2 separate regions of the Mus musculus genome follow, and region 1 is linked to region 2. The links are chromatin contacts, called in public promoter capture Hi-C maps. All regions are on one chromosome and are shown on one strand. Each heading gives the region's core, a stretch centred on a gene start, on an enhancer-like site or on the middle of the called end of the contact. The rest is flanking DNA. Distances are from core to core; before and after follow the strand shown. Region 1 holds the start of Nsun6 (NOL1/NOP2/Sun domain family member 6). Region 2 holds the start of Slc39a12 (solute carrier family 39 (zinc transporter), member 12).

Evidence for each region. Promoter capture Hi-C pulls out the DNA fragments that hold promoters and counts their contacts.
Region 1: a promoter capture Hi-C map of second pharyngeal arch cranial neural crest shows a contact between it and region 2. The contact joins the promoter of Nsun6 here to the promoter of Slc39a12 in region 2. A contact is called at or near these places in 3 of 39 promoter capture datasets (the 3T3-L1 cell line, neural stem cells and second pharyngeal arch cranial neural crest).

Annotation. Positions count from the first base shown.
Region 1 is chr2:15,045,442-15,052,313 of GRCm38.p6, reverse strand. It overlaps Nsun6 (NOL1/NOP2/Sun domain family member 6), which reads left to right and starts at 3,002. Exons shown (of 11, transcript NM_028950.5): 1 at 3,002-3,392; 2 at 5,011-5,166. The coding sequence starts at 3,318.
Region 2 is chr2:14,386,317-14,393,252 of GRCm38.p6, reverse strand. It overlaps Slc39a12 (solute carrier family 39 (zinc transporter), member 12), which reads right to left and starts at 4,855. Exons shown (of 13, transcript NM_001012305.2): 1 at 4,755-4,855; 2 at 3,675-4,009. The coding sequence starts at 3,932.

The DNA of each region.
Region 1 (6,872 bases), core at 1,753-4,252, 660 kb before region 2:
TCAAATGTTAAGTACACATTCAGGACCAAAGAGCTGGTATTTAGGCTTGTAGTAGCTGGACTGCTAAGTCTTCAGAGAGGTCTGGCTTGCAGGGAGTTTAGTCCTTAGTGTTTCATAATAGCAGCAGGAGAAATGAGGAAATCCCAGTAAGGTGTGGATTATAATTTATAGAACTAATGATGAATCAGTCCAAACGTTTGTGTGCTTAATTCTGGCAGCATTTTGAACCAGATTCTATTCATTTATTCATTCATTTGGCTTTCCAAACACTGTAAGTTCTAATTTGTAGTTTCTCAGATGAGGCCAATTGTATTAGAAAAGCTGAATATTGTATTGACAGGATTAGATTTGTGGCTAAATGGATATGCAAAGATATTACGTTATCTTTACAGAACTCTTAAGATTATCAGGAGGGGGTGGGTGTTAGAAATGCCTATAATTCTGTCTCTCACAAGGTTGAGACAGTAGGATTGTGAATCAAGAAGCGCCTGGGCTAAATAGGGATGTTTGTCTTCAAAAATAAACAATTAAAGAAATGAATGGGACTAAGTAGAAATTCTAGTTAGTAAAGTGCTTGCCATGAAAGCACGACGACCTGATTTTTAGATGCCCAGCACTTGGATTCATCATCATCATCATCATGGTCGTCATCATCCAGCTGAGCCAGGAGTGTGAGCCAGTAATTCCTGCTCTGGGGAGGCAGAGACATGACGTGCAGATCCCTTGAGCTTGCTGCCGGTCAGTCAATCCAGTTAAGTCAGCCAGCTCCAGATTCAGTGAGAGACCTTATCCCAAAAATGAAAGCTGCGAGTAATTGTGAGTGCACATCAATGTCTGGTTTCCACATATATGTGCACATATGTACATCTGGACCTGCACACACACACACACACACACACTCACACACACAAACACACACACTCATACAAGAGAAAAGCATTGAAAGAAAAAGAAGTTTCCTGTAATGGAGAAGTGTAGAATCCAGAATTAAGTCAGTCCCCCAGATCAATCTGAAATAAAATCCTCAGAGATAAAATGAGGTCATAACCAAACTTAAAATGATGATATCACATCATATTTATTTCTCCCACCGGTCCCTGCTTGGGGGCCCATACTACCCCTTTAAAGATCTAAAGTCTCTGTGACATTTGCATGTTTATATAGGAGTCTTCCATTGCTTAGACAGAACATCTCCACTCTACTAACTGCAGATTTACCACATGTTTTCTGGTCACTGTTCAAGTGTTCTGAAGTAGTGAACTACTTTATATCAAATGCATATTTAACAACAGTTTCCTTTTCTATTTCACAAAGGTTTGATTAGTCATTCAGGGAGTGCCCTTTATATGTCAAACAATGAGTATTCTATGTGGAAATGAAATTTCTCCCACATGGACTTTCAAGTTCAAGTTTTCTTTATTTTTTTAAAGACTTCAACTATATCTAGTGTCAAGGTTACTACAAAGTTGTCTGTTGAAATTCCTTTGTGTGGGTGGTCTAGCCCTCTGAATCCTGGGCAAAGCATTCCATGTTGCACCAAGATGTCATTTACCTGTTCTCCCTGCCTGAATGCAGCAGAACAGGCTACCCTTCCCAGGTCAGACTGTGCTTGGTGACAGCAAGGATAGAGTGCACATAGACACATAACCTTTCCCAGAGTTTGATTCACCTGTGCCCCCTTGGCTGCTTTTATATTGGGTAGCTCTATGAAACTAGTTTTATGTTAACTGCTGTAGATTCATATCACAGCCATATAAAATAGTGTGGTGGTTCCTGGAGGGGAGGCTGCCTGTCCTGCTGTAAGCAAGCCTAGCAAACTAATGTATTTCTTCAATTTGGACTTGTCAAGTTTTTCTTCAGCCACATCACTCTTATTTGGGGGTGAATAGATGTTTATGTCCTGTCAGGCATGTCATGCAACACTTAACACCTGTGTCCCAGACACATTCTGTTAGTTTCAGGTGATGAAGTCAGGAAGGAATCCCATGCATTGACCACAGATACATGATCTTGTGGAAAAACTGGGTACTTGTTTTAGAAACTGGCTTACTGGTCTATAGCCTATTTTCTTTTTCTGAGATTGTGGAAAGTTATTACAACTCTTGGAACTTTCTTTTACTCCTTGAAAACTGCTTATAACCACTGTGCTGAGCTGTGGCAGTGTCTTTGTCATGGAATTTTCACCTAGTAAAGACTTGGTGTGTCAGTTATATATATTTTAAAGCCAGTGTGAAAACTTAAAAGATTAAACACACACCAAGCAAAAACCCTCCTCTATAGTTACCTATGAAATATGGCTCAGAACAACAAAAAGCACAAAACAAACAAACCAAAACAAGCAAACCCTAACCCAGTGGCATTGGAGACAAAAGTATTCATCATGTTCAAGCATAAAACATCCCACTGACTTTGGTTAGTTATTTTTAAACTCTTGTCACCTCATTACCATCAGGGAATTCACATCAAGACTCTTGTTCTCTAAAGCACGTTAACTAGAAGCTTCATGGCTAGTTGTAAACACTATTAGGGGATTTTAAGTTGTACCTGAGTACCCACGGGTATTAGCACATTCAAAAAATATGGGTACTAGGGTAGGAGATATGGCTCAATAGTTAAGAGCACTTGTACCTGCATAGTGCCCAGGTTCCATTGTTAGCTCCCATATGTTGGCTTACAACCTTCAGATCCTGGGTTTGATCAAAGAGGCAAGCACATGCACTCAGGCAAAACATTCATACTCTTGACATAAATAAGTCTTTAAAAAAGAAAAAAAAGTGTCCGAGGGAAGCCTCCACCGCTACTTGTACTGGGACAATAAATGGAAATCTCCCTTATTTCAGGTTAGTGAGGTATCCAGTTCAACCCAGCATTCAAGAGTCCCAGGATGTACCCGGCACAGTCCTTCCTAGAAAAAGCTCCACCCTCAGGGGAGGTGATTGGCAGATGCAGGTTGGGCACGAACAGAAGGCTGGGCATCGAGTGCCGGAAGTGACGAACCCAGGAAGCGACTTTCTGTTCCGAAGCTGGGGGCGCGGTTTTGGAAAATAGCATGTCAGAGTGGATCTAGGCGCTGTCTGTTTTCCGATCTGCGTTTAGGTACACTTTTTGTCACCAAGCCCTATTTGGCGCAGTGTCGCAGTTCGGAGCTGTCTCACAGCATCCCAGAGAACGACAAACCTTGGGCCCTGCTCATTCCAGAACTCAGCACTGAAAGGCATTCTTGTGCTCGTCCATTGGCTGGCAACGCTGAAATTCGGAAATAAAGACTGCTTCCCAACATTTTCTTGGACAACTTAAAACAGAAAAAAATCAAAAGAATGTATGTATTTCCAAAGATATCTTTGAGACCTGAAGTTGAAAACTATCTCAAAGAGAGCTTTTTGAACGAGGAGGTAGGTCACGTACATAGATGTTTGCCAAAATTCTGATACAACTTCAGCAGAAAGAAGGGGAATATGTGGTTAGTTTTTGCCACTACTTTATTGGAATCTTTAAAAACAATGTGGTTTTTTTGTCACCATTGATGCTTACTGAGATGGAGATAAATATATGCTCACGTTTAGATGTAAGACAAAAGAAAGTGTTACGTGTCTGTCAGCCCTTAGTACTGAAGGGGTAGCAGAATCAACCAGAGAAGTTCCCTGGCCACACAACTCAAGACTTCCACAGTAGATGCACTTGTTCTGTTAAAGTACAGGCTCTTGTACTTACTCAGGTGATCAGGGCACTTTGAGTGCCTCATTAAATGCCACCAGGTGTTTGATTGGAAATGGTTACAATTTAGTCTAATAAATCATGGTAGAGTGATTTGGTTTCATTGTTAAGAACACCAGAGTCTAAGCAGTCCTCTTACTCATCCAAACTGACATAATTGTCAAGCAACTAAAGTTCAGATATAATGATTAAAAAGTCAGTTTTAGAAGCTATCTATCAATCCATCCATCCATCTATCTGTCCTTCTTTCATCTATCTATTGAAACAGGGTTAGAGAGTCAGGTGGATTTCTGAGTTTGAGGCCAGCCTGGTCTACAAAGTGAGTTCCAGGACAGTCAGGGATACACAGAGAAACCCTGTCTCAAAAAAAAAGAAAAAAAAGAAAAGAAAAGAAACAGGGGGGTTTCTCCACATAGTAGTGGCTATACTGGAACTCATAAGGTAGACCGGATTGGTCTTGAGTTTACTGTGATCCACCTGCCTCTGCCTCTGCCTCCTGAGTGCTAGAATTACAAGCTTGTAATCCACTGAACCTTACTGGAAAATGTTCATTTTGCATGAGTTACCTTGAATTAATTCTTACTAATAAAGCTTAAAGCTTAATTTATTCTATGAAAATTGAATGGGTTATAAGTACTTTCGAAGGTTGTCTTGGGGCATCAACCTTAAGTGAAAATCACTACATTGGTTTGGCAGGCATGTCTTAAAAAGAGTGTTAGTTACTTGTTACTGGCCACACTTAGCACAGAAATTCCCAGTGAATATTGATTGCCTTCTAGTAAAATATCCCTGCATGCTCTAACCACCTTACCTTAACCCCTTGGCAACGTGGATATTTTTCTAAATTTTTGGTTCTTTAGCAAAATTCAATCCACTAAAATGCTCTTTAGTGTTATTGGAGCTGAGATTTTAAAACTTATTTCCACATCTTATTTCCAAATATTGTTCATAGGATAAACTATATGGAAAGAGAAAGTATTTTATGCTTATTTCAAGGGGTCTTGGGAAGTATATATTAAGAGAGGAAGGGGGACAGTCAGTGGTCAATTTCAACGGTTTTAGAATGATGAACATTATTTTATGAAGGATTGATGCAATCTTTCAGGTCATCTCCTTTCCAAACCCACAAGGTATGACAGCTTAAATGAAGAAAGGCCATCCCATTTGTAAAACAGTTTGGAAAGGAAAGAAGTAATATCAACCAAACTAAGCCTTAAGTTTAACTTAACATTCCTTAAGTATGTTAATACTGATGACTACACACTGAAGCCGAGACCTGACTTCTTCTTACTGCAGGCTGTGTCTGCTTCAAGCAGACAAGAAGCAGAAAGGAAATTTGAGACTCTGCTGCTTCGCCTGTCACACCCTCCGTCGATGACAACTGTCAGAGTGAATACGCATTTAGGCTCAGTTCAGCATGTCAGAGGTCTGCTGCTTGAAGAGCTCCAGAAGGTTGGTGCAAGTGTGGTGTGCTGGGCAGCCACACTTCTTTTCTTTAAAGATGTATTTATTTATTTCATGTATGTGAGTACACTGTCGCTGTCCTCAGACACACCACAAGAGGGCATCATATCCCATTACAGATGGTTGTGAGCCACCGTGTGGTCCCTGGGAATTGAACTCAGGACCTCTGGAAAAGCAGTCTGTGCTCTTAACCACTGAGCCATCTCTCCAGCCCTGGCAGTCATACTTCTATTCTCTGCTGCACCACGTGCCACAAAATCCCATGGATAATAGGATAGTCTGTTGTTTTAAACTTGCTTATATACAGAGTTTATTGTTCTCATATAATTTTAAACAAGCATAGCGAAAGAGTTAAAGAAATATATTTGAGAATTAGGTGTTCAATTAAATCATAATCATCTATATGATATGTTGACAACATTTCAGTGGAACATGTCAATTAAGTATATGATGTTACTGCAATTCATAATATACTTATACTCAAAATAGCACTGTATTGAACAGAGATTTAAACATGTGTGAATATTCCAGTTGCATAAATAAGAAATTTAAGTTATGAAAGTTGTTTTAAGGTTAAGAGATGGGGTTAGATTGAGTCTAGGATTTCTGCTTCTAAACGTATTAGAATATTAGTATTTAGGCTAAGTTTCTAAGCCCTCTTGGCTTCATTATAAAAATATATACAGAACTTCATTCAATCCTTAAACCTACTTGCATAATGAGCAAGATATATTGATTACGACTGATTGTACATTTAAGATGCGTTCAGATATGAGGATACCTGCTAAGTCATTGTAGAATTACATGTGTTCTTAAAATGTTTATTGAGTGAGCCAGTGAGTTTATCAGGCATACTTATAGAGCCAGGGTGAGAGGTGCTTATTGGAAAGTGGCTGGCTCTGAACAGGCACTGCAAAACAAAATCCCAGCCCATCATGGGTGATGAGCTCATAGAAGCTGCATCATGGAGGCACACTTTCCGTTCACCACCCCAGGAGTTTATTAATTGTGGTTAACTCAATTAAACATATATGTCTTTTATAAAATCCGAGAATAGGACAATATGAAGAATATGATTTTAAGATTTTTAACCAATATGTTTTGTCAGTATTGCTCATGTACTAGGTGGAAACAGGATTGTAAAGTGACATTTATGTTGTGTAAGCAGAAAAGTAATATCTGGTTATGTAATTTTTGAGACAAAGCCTCTCTCTGGCGGGGAGCTCACCAGCTTCCCGGGTTGGGGTTTGCTCCCACTCTTGGCTTTGTTTTTCAACCCAGCATAGGTTTGGGGTTAAGCTGAGGTCCTGATGCTTTCCTGACGGCAGAGCCCCAGGCCCCTTCCTTTCTCTTTAATCTCGTCATCTTCATGGAGTATCTGCCGTGCCCTGCTCTCTTTGAGGATAGTTCTGTAATTAGGTTGTGCCCGGTGAAGATAGTATCAGAAGAACCAGGTAAGACTGAGGATTCACCTCAATTTTAAGACCTTGCCTACCATGTACAAGGCTCTGGTTTTAAGTCTCAGCACTATAAATACAGCTTCCCAAAGCGCAGGTATAACATGTGATGTGTGATACTAAGAGTTAGTATAATAATTAAACAAAACATAAAGATGTTTCCGTGTTGATAGTGATTCTGTTGTTGAGAGTAATAAGAGATATAAAATATAATCAGCTCCTTTAAGCAACCAAAAA
Region 2 (6,936 bases), core at 3,606-6,105:
ACATGCAAGGATATTGAACTGAATCAAATATGAAAAATGTTGGTCCATAGTATAACTTATAATGAAATCTAAAAGATGCTAAGTTACTTGATTAAAGACCCATAGCTAGTAGTGGTTAGCTATGTAAACATTAAATTCTTCAACAAATCATTTTCTGTCCTTCCTATTTGGTAGGAAGATGTACTGGATGGTCCTGGTGCTGTTTGTATGTTGATGCTAATTCTGCTTTTCTGGGAGGGTCTTCAGACAAGGATTGAGTCATACTCAGGTGACTTCTCGTGAACCAATTCCCTAATGAATAAAGGAGTCAATCACTGGGCAATTAGGCAGGACTTCCGGGTTGAAGAGAGGAAGAGAGGGGACAGGAGAGAATTAGGTCTTTTTGGACAGGGATGGATAGCATCTCTGGTTTCAATGGTGAATCTGTCAGGATTCACCAGAGGAGGATTTGGGTTGAATAAGGCTTACAAGATTAGGATTTTAGCTGTTGTGCCCAATGAATGAGTTACCATTGTTTCTGAACTAAGTTTGTGTTGTGTTTTCCTTCACGTGGAGGCTTGTCCAGGTTCAAGAGAGAAAGGTAGGGCAGCAAAGCATGGACTTGCATGAGGTACACCACAAAGGCTGTGTGGGATTTGAAGCATGGGAATGGTGTGGTAGTGACCCACCAGTGGGAACCTAGTAAGTTGGGTGGAGAGACTGTGGAGTTCTGAGTCAGAGTCTCCATGAGATAAAAAAAAAACGATCAGCAATTGCCTGCCATTGCATAGCCAGACAGGCCACCAGGGCAGAGGCACAAGCTTGGGAATGTGCAGGTTCTCATTTGTAATATTTCCTGCAACCGGAAGATAGGTGAGCTGAAAAAGGAAAGAGGATTGGTAAGGGTCTAATGTCAGTAATGAAAATAAGATGGTGGAGAAGGATGATTGAGCATTTCAGGGGAACTTTGTTGCCCTGATTAAAATGTTGCCAGAGACACTGGGTCAAGGAAGCTTATGAGGCCACCGAGTCAATCACATGTTGTCGTGTCAGCAGACATAAAGGAGTGCACAAAGTCCCCTGTGCATACTCTATGGTGTCTCTATGGAATGGGCAGTGTAGAACCATTTGTAGTTAAAGTGACAGGTGTGGCAGAGCACAATCCTTGAGAAACAGAGGTGAACAGGAATGAGCCTGGTTTGTCTTTACTATAAAATAGCCTTTAAGCCTAAGATGGAGGCAGGCTGGCTCTTCACTTAATCATGACATGGGTCCATTAAAACTCTATCCAGGGGCTGGGAAAACAGGGCAACTGCCAGAGTTCTTTTCTATCGTGCATAAAGCCCTAAGTTCAATTACCAGAAATAAAAAACAGAAAACATTCCACTTATTCTTACAAAGACAGGGGGGGGGGGAATCAGGACCAAACTGTTCATTTTTAAAAACTACAACTTGAATGGCTTTATTTTTAAATTCCCCATGTTCATACTGATTTTTCTAATTCCACTTTACCGTTTTTTCCTCATCAGAAATTAAATGACACTACCTCAGTCTTTCTTTCCCCAAATACTGAGAGATACAAACCCACCCCTTGCTCTCCTGGTTTCTCTCAGAATATCCAACATGAGCATGACCTGCCAAGAATATGTCTTAAATTAATGAAGAGACTCAACAACAAAGCCAAACCCTGAGGTTTAGTGTCAGAACCTGAATGCTGGTGCAACTGAATGACCTTTCCTCCGCTGGCTTTTCACAAAGGACAAGAAAATGTTTCTTAGGTGTCGTACAAAAGGAATATTCAGGAGAGTCAAACCCTCTCCTATCAGTTTCCCTTTTCTTCAGTTTCCCAGAGAAAGAGAATGAGCAGCCCTAAGATGCCGCACTCTTAGACTGAGCATTTCCAAGCCCTGGGACAGATATAATTCAAGAGGAAGCCAAACAGCCAAACCCTTATAATGTCACTAAAAATAAGATAAAATACCCCTTCCCTCCTCTTCAGCTCCAAACATGGAGAACAGTCTTGCCTGTTTATGTTCACCCAGTAAAACCAATATTTAAGCAGCCTTAATAAGGCACTTCATATCATTAAAGGAGACCATGGCCCTGAAGCAGATTCTCAGCGGAAATTAATAAGATCTGACTCCTGGTTATTTCCAGTGGGATGTCTGTTGTTACTATCTATATCTATTAATGTCATCACAGAAGAGCTGCTTATTATAACACATCTCCTCTGGGAACCATTGGGTGTTTTAATAATTATGGCATTATTTATCATTCACAGAGAGCAGAGAAAGCATCCTATCTGTGCAAGACCCTTTTTATTACAAGGACAAAACCAAAAAACATTTGGCCAGGAAATGCACACCCACACCCCATCCTCAGCCCAGATCTCTGTGGGACTGAGAAAGACAATCCAGATTGACTTTGGAAGCAGACATGCACTTCTGGTTTGCTTATACATGCTTTCAACTTATCTATATACCTACAAGTTTTTCCTTTAAAAATTCATTGACCGGGATGGGGTGACAAAGAGGGATTTTGTGGGCAGTTATTTTAAGACCCGGGTTCTCCTCCACAGTGAGACTTGATGGACCTCCTCCAGGGACTTCAAACATCCACAATGGAACCTGATGGACCTCCTCCTACAACAACCAAACCCTGGGATTAGTAGTCCCCCCAGTTTTATGCTGAAGCAATCTGGGGACGGTTACAAGGGAGGGGGTGGGTTTAAAGGGACAAGGAGATGAGTGGGATTGGGGTACATGATGAGAAATTCACAAAGAATCAATAAAGATAGAGGGGCAGAGAGAGGGAGGAGGAGGGGGAGAGGGAGGGAAAGGAGAGGGAGGGGAAGGAAGGGGAAGGAAGTGAGGGAGGGAGACAGAGACAGACACAGAGACAGAGACAGACAGAGACAGAGACAGAGACAGACAGAGACAGAGACAGAGACAGAGACAGAGACAGAAGGGAAACTAATCATGATCAACAGCAACACATCCATCCTAGGCAAATCAAGATTCAGCCTGGGAAAGAGGAAGCCTTTATGCAGTAACTTCGTGTGAGCTGCACAACTGATTCTGGTGAGAAGACAGGATAGGGTTTGCTTGTTAGGTCGGGAGAAGGAAAGCTGTAGGGAAGGCTGTGGAATAGGTCTCGGGAAGCATGGCAACAGTTTCAACTCTAAATGCAGCACTTCTCTCCTGAAGCTCTGATTGCTCCCTGCTAGTGATTGTCAAGGCACTAACTCGGGACCACACAGACTTTAAAAAAACACTAACTGACACCTAGGAGTGCATGCTCAGGAACTGAATGTCAGGCAAATATCAGAATGCTGGGATTGTCTCACAGAAGATCAAAAGCCTCTGTCTAATATCATCCATGGTCATTGCAGGACAAAAATAAAAGGATCTCAGAAAAGCAGAAGGAAGGACGGGCCAAGCACTCATCAGCAAGCCAGTGTCCCTAAAGAAGCAGAGGGGCTCTAGAAAGCATAAACACTTTTTCCTAATTGAAAAACAAAATCCCTTGTGAATGGTTTGTTTTAAGGAAGATTCGGGACATTATTGTGCCAGGCTGAACTTCTAGCTTGCATATGAACTTTGCATGTCATTTCGTTGTAATAAAGCCATCTCTATGTGATCCACTGTTCCCTTTGGAGCAATTCTTAGTACCCGACCCCACTTTATTTCACTAACCAGCTTGCAGTCTCCTTGTGTCCAATCTGTTCTCTGTGGACACCCAGTCCTCTCCAACAGAATTTTGATGAGGCTTTGTGGATGGTTGAGGGACCAGTGGTCACCAGCAGAGAGGACCCTCAGAACTTCTAGCAGGCCTTGGCTCCCAGCTCTGCTGTTATTCTGAGTGAGGGTTTTGCCGGTCTCAGTAGAGGAAACGAGGCTGAGGGAGTGGGACAGTAGGATCATCCACACTGAAAGATTGGTCCAGAAGCACATGTCCACTCTTGGGCTTGGGTTGTGTTGGGGGTGAATGGGAGGCTTCATGCAGGACAAATTTACAACCAGAGGGTTTCCTGTGGTAGAAAAGAGAAAATAAACACTTCAAGACTTTCAACATGTTTGAAATGACTCACTAATTGGGTGCCTGGGCCGATTTGCAGCAACAGGGGATCTGCATGCAGCTTATAACCCCAAAGACCAGGAAACTTCCCACCTCACAGTGGGCAGGAAACTATGCCTGCACTAATCAGTCAAATGGTTAAATGAGGGTGCACTTTCCATGTCTGCAGCCAGTGCCTGGCCCAGGACACAGAGTGAGCTGCAACACCTTAAAAAAAAAAATCTGTGCAGTCAGTGGAGAAAATTAAAGAGAAAATTTCTTTTAACACACTTCCAATATCACACTGAGTCAGAAGCCTTTGAAGAGGACAATGCCCTAGAGAAAAATAGTGATTTCAAGAAACACTAGTTAGTTTTTAGCGTAATAAAACCATCCACGAAGACACTGGAGAATGAACTATCTCTGAAAACCTCCAAGACCCCAAAAGGATAATAAATCTACTTACTCTGAAAGAATGGGAAATCACCTTAGAGTCTATCAGAATTTTTGGAGAAAACTAAGTCTTGAATTGATTGTTTAAGGAGTCAAAAATGTTAACAGCGTCTCTTGTAGTATCCAGAGACGATCCAGTAATGACCTCCAGGGTAGTAACAAGATCCTAAGATTATCTTTATAGCTTAAACAACAGTTTCAGACTCTTATGCTAGCATTTTAAAAAGAGACATAGTGACACAGACGTTTCTAAACCCATCACTTACCTCAAGAAGAGAAATAGTTGTTTATCTCTAGCTCCCTGGGCCTTTAAATTTCTGAGAGCATTTTGTGGTCCCACAGTTCTCCGTTTTAAAATTCCTTAACTGTGTGCTGAGAGCTGGAGAGGATTATTTCAGCCCAGAGACATTTCTAGTTGCTATGGAGAGAGCTGCTCAGACGGTAAGAATGAAGGTGGATGAAAGCGGACAGTTGCTGGCTCGCAGATTTGCAGGATAATCAAATAAATGTGGTTGAGGAATTATTCTTTTATATCAACATTTAGCACAGTATTTTAAAAATTATCTACAGTCATTTGCCTTCCAAGGGACAGAATCTAGATAAAAAATAAATAAAATTCTACCTTGCAAAGTGAAAGAGATCATTGTTTAACCTAGGCTTAAACCAAGAGTTGACAGAAAGATTGACCCTTTAAAACTGTTTCACAGCTTGCAAATATTTAAAAGATGCAAGGATTTTATAAATAATGGTTTAAACTAAAAGTACTTGATGAAAGAACGCACTTCTAACCTGAGAAGTAAGTAGATACAAATGGGGGACCTGTGCCAATCACCCATTGTGTGTGGAAACTGGGTACAACCCATGAGATAACCAGGGTTCAATTTAACTACCCATTGTGTACATGGTTTTGTCTCGAATGTCAAAGAAAGGGACTTGACCTTTTCTTTTTCTCATAAGCACCATGGTGACAGTAACTAGACTCACCTGAGAAGCAGGGAATTAGACCAAAGTTAAGATGGTCAAACTGAAGGTTAAGCAAGGGCTGAGAAACCAAGAGGCTTTGGGCTTTAGACTACAGGATGTTGGACCAAACTCCCTAAAGGCATGTGCCCATCACCTGTGGTGGTCCCTCCAGTAGGAACTACCATGTAAAAGGCTTGGGTAATCCAATAGCAAGAATTTGGTTAAAAGGCCATTAAAGAAATAATAGTTCACTACTTATGCAATATAGCTGGTTTTAATCTCTTCATTAATTAGTCCAGGAGCTGGTTCTTCGAGAAAATCAACAAGATAGATAAACCCTTAGCCAGACTAACTAATCAGAAATGAAACAGAAACAGACTAATCAGAAATGAAAAAGGAGACATAACAACAGAACCTTATGAAAGTCCAAAATATCATCAAATTCTACTACAAAAGGCTATACTCAACAAAACTGGAAAACCTCGCTGTAATCGAAAATTTCCTAGACAGATACCAGGTACCAAAGTTAAATCAGTATCAGATTAATGATCTAAACAGTCTCATTTCTGCTAAAGAAATAGACGCAGTCATTAATAGTTTCCCAACCAAAAACAGCCCAGGACCAGATGGGATTAGTGCAGAGTTCTATCAGACCTTCAAAGAAGACGTAATTCCAACTACCCTCAAACTATTCCACAAAATAGAAACATTAGGTACTCTACCCAAGTCATTCTATGAAGCCACAATTACTCTGATACCTAAACCACACAAGTTCCAACAAAGAAAGAGAATTTCAGAGCAATTTCCCTTATGAATATCAATGCAAAAATACTCAATAAAATCCTCGCAAACTGAATCCAAGAACACATCAAAACGATCATCCATCATGACCAAGTAGGCTTCATCCCAGGTATGCAGGGATGGTTTAATATACGGAAAGCCATTAACAAAATCCCCTATATGAACAAACTCGAGGACAAAAATCACATGATCAACTCATTAGATGCTGAGAAAGCATTTGACGAAATCCAACACCACTTCATAATAGAGTCATGGAAAGATCAGGAATTCAAGGCCAATACCTAAACATAATAAAAAGCAATATACAGCATAACCAGTAGCCAACATCAAAGTAAATGGAGAGAAACTGGAAGCAGTCCCACTAAAATCAGTGACTAGACAGGCTGCCCACTTCTCCCAACCTATTCAATATAGTGCTTGAAGTCCTAGCCAGAGAAATTCTCTTACACGCGTTCGCGACCGGCCAGGAAAGACGCAGCAAACCAGAATCTTCTGCGGCAAAACTTTATTGCTTACATCTTTAGGAGCAAGAGTGCAAGAGTGCAATAGCGCAAGAGCGCAAGAGCTTTATTGCTTACATCTTCAGGAGCAAGAAGCAAGAGCTTTATTGCTTACATCTTTAGGAGCCAGAGCGCCAGAGCGCAGAGCAAGAGCTCTATTGCTTACATCTTTTGGAGCAAGAGT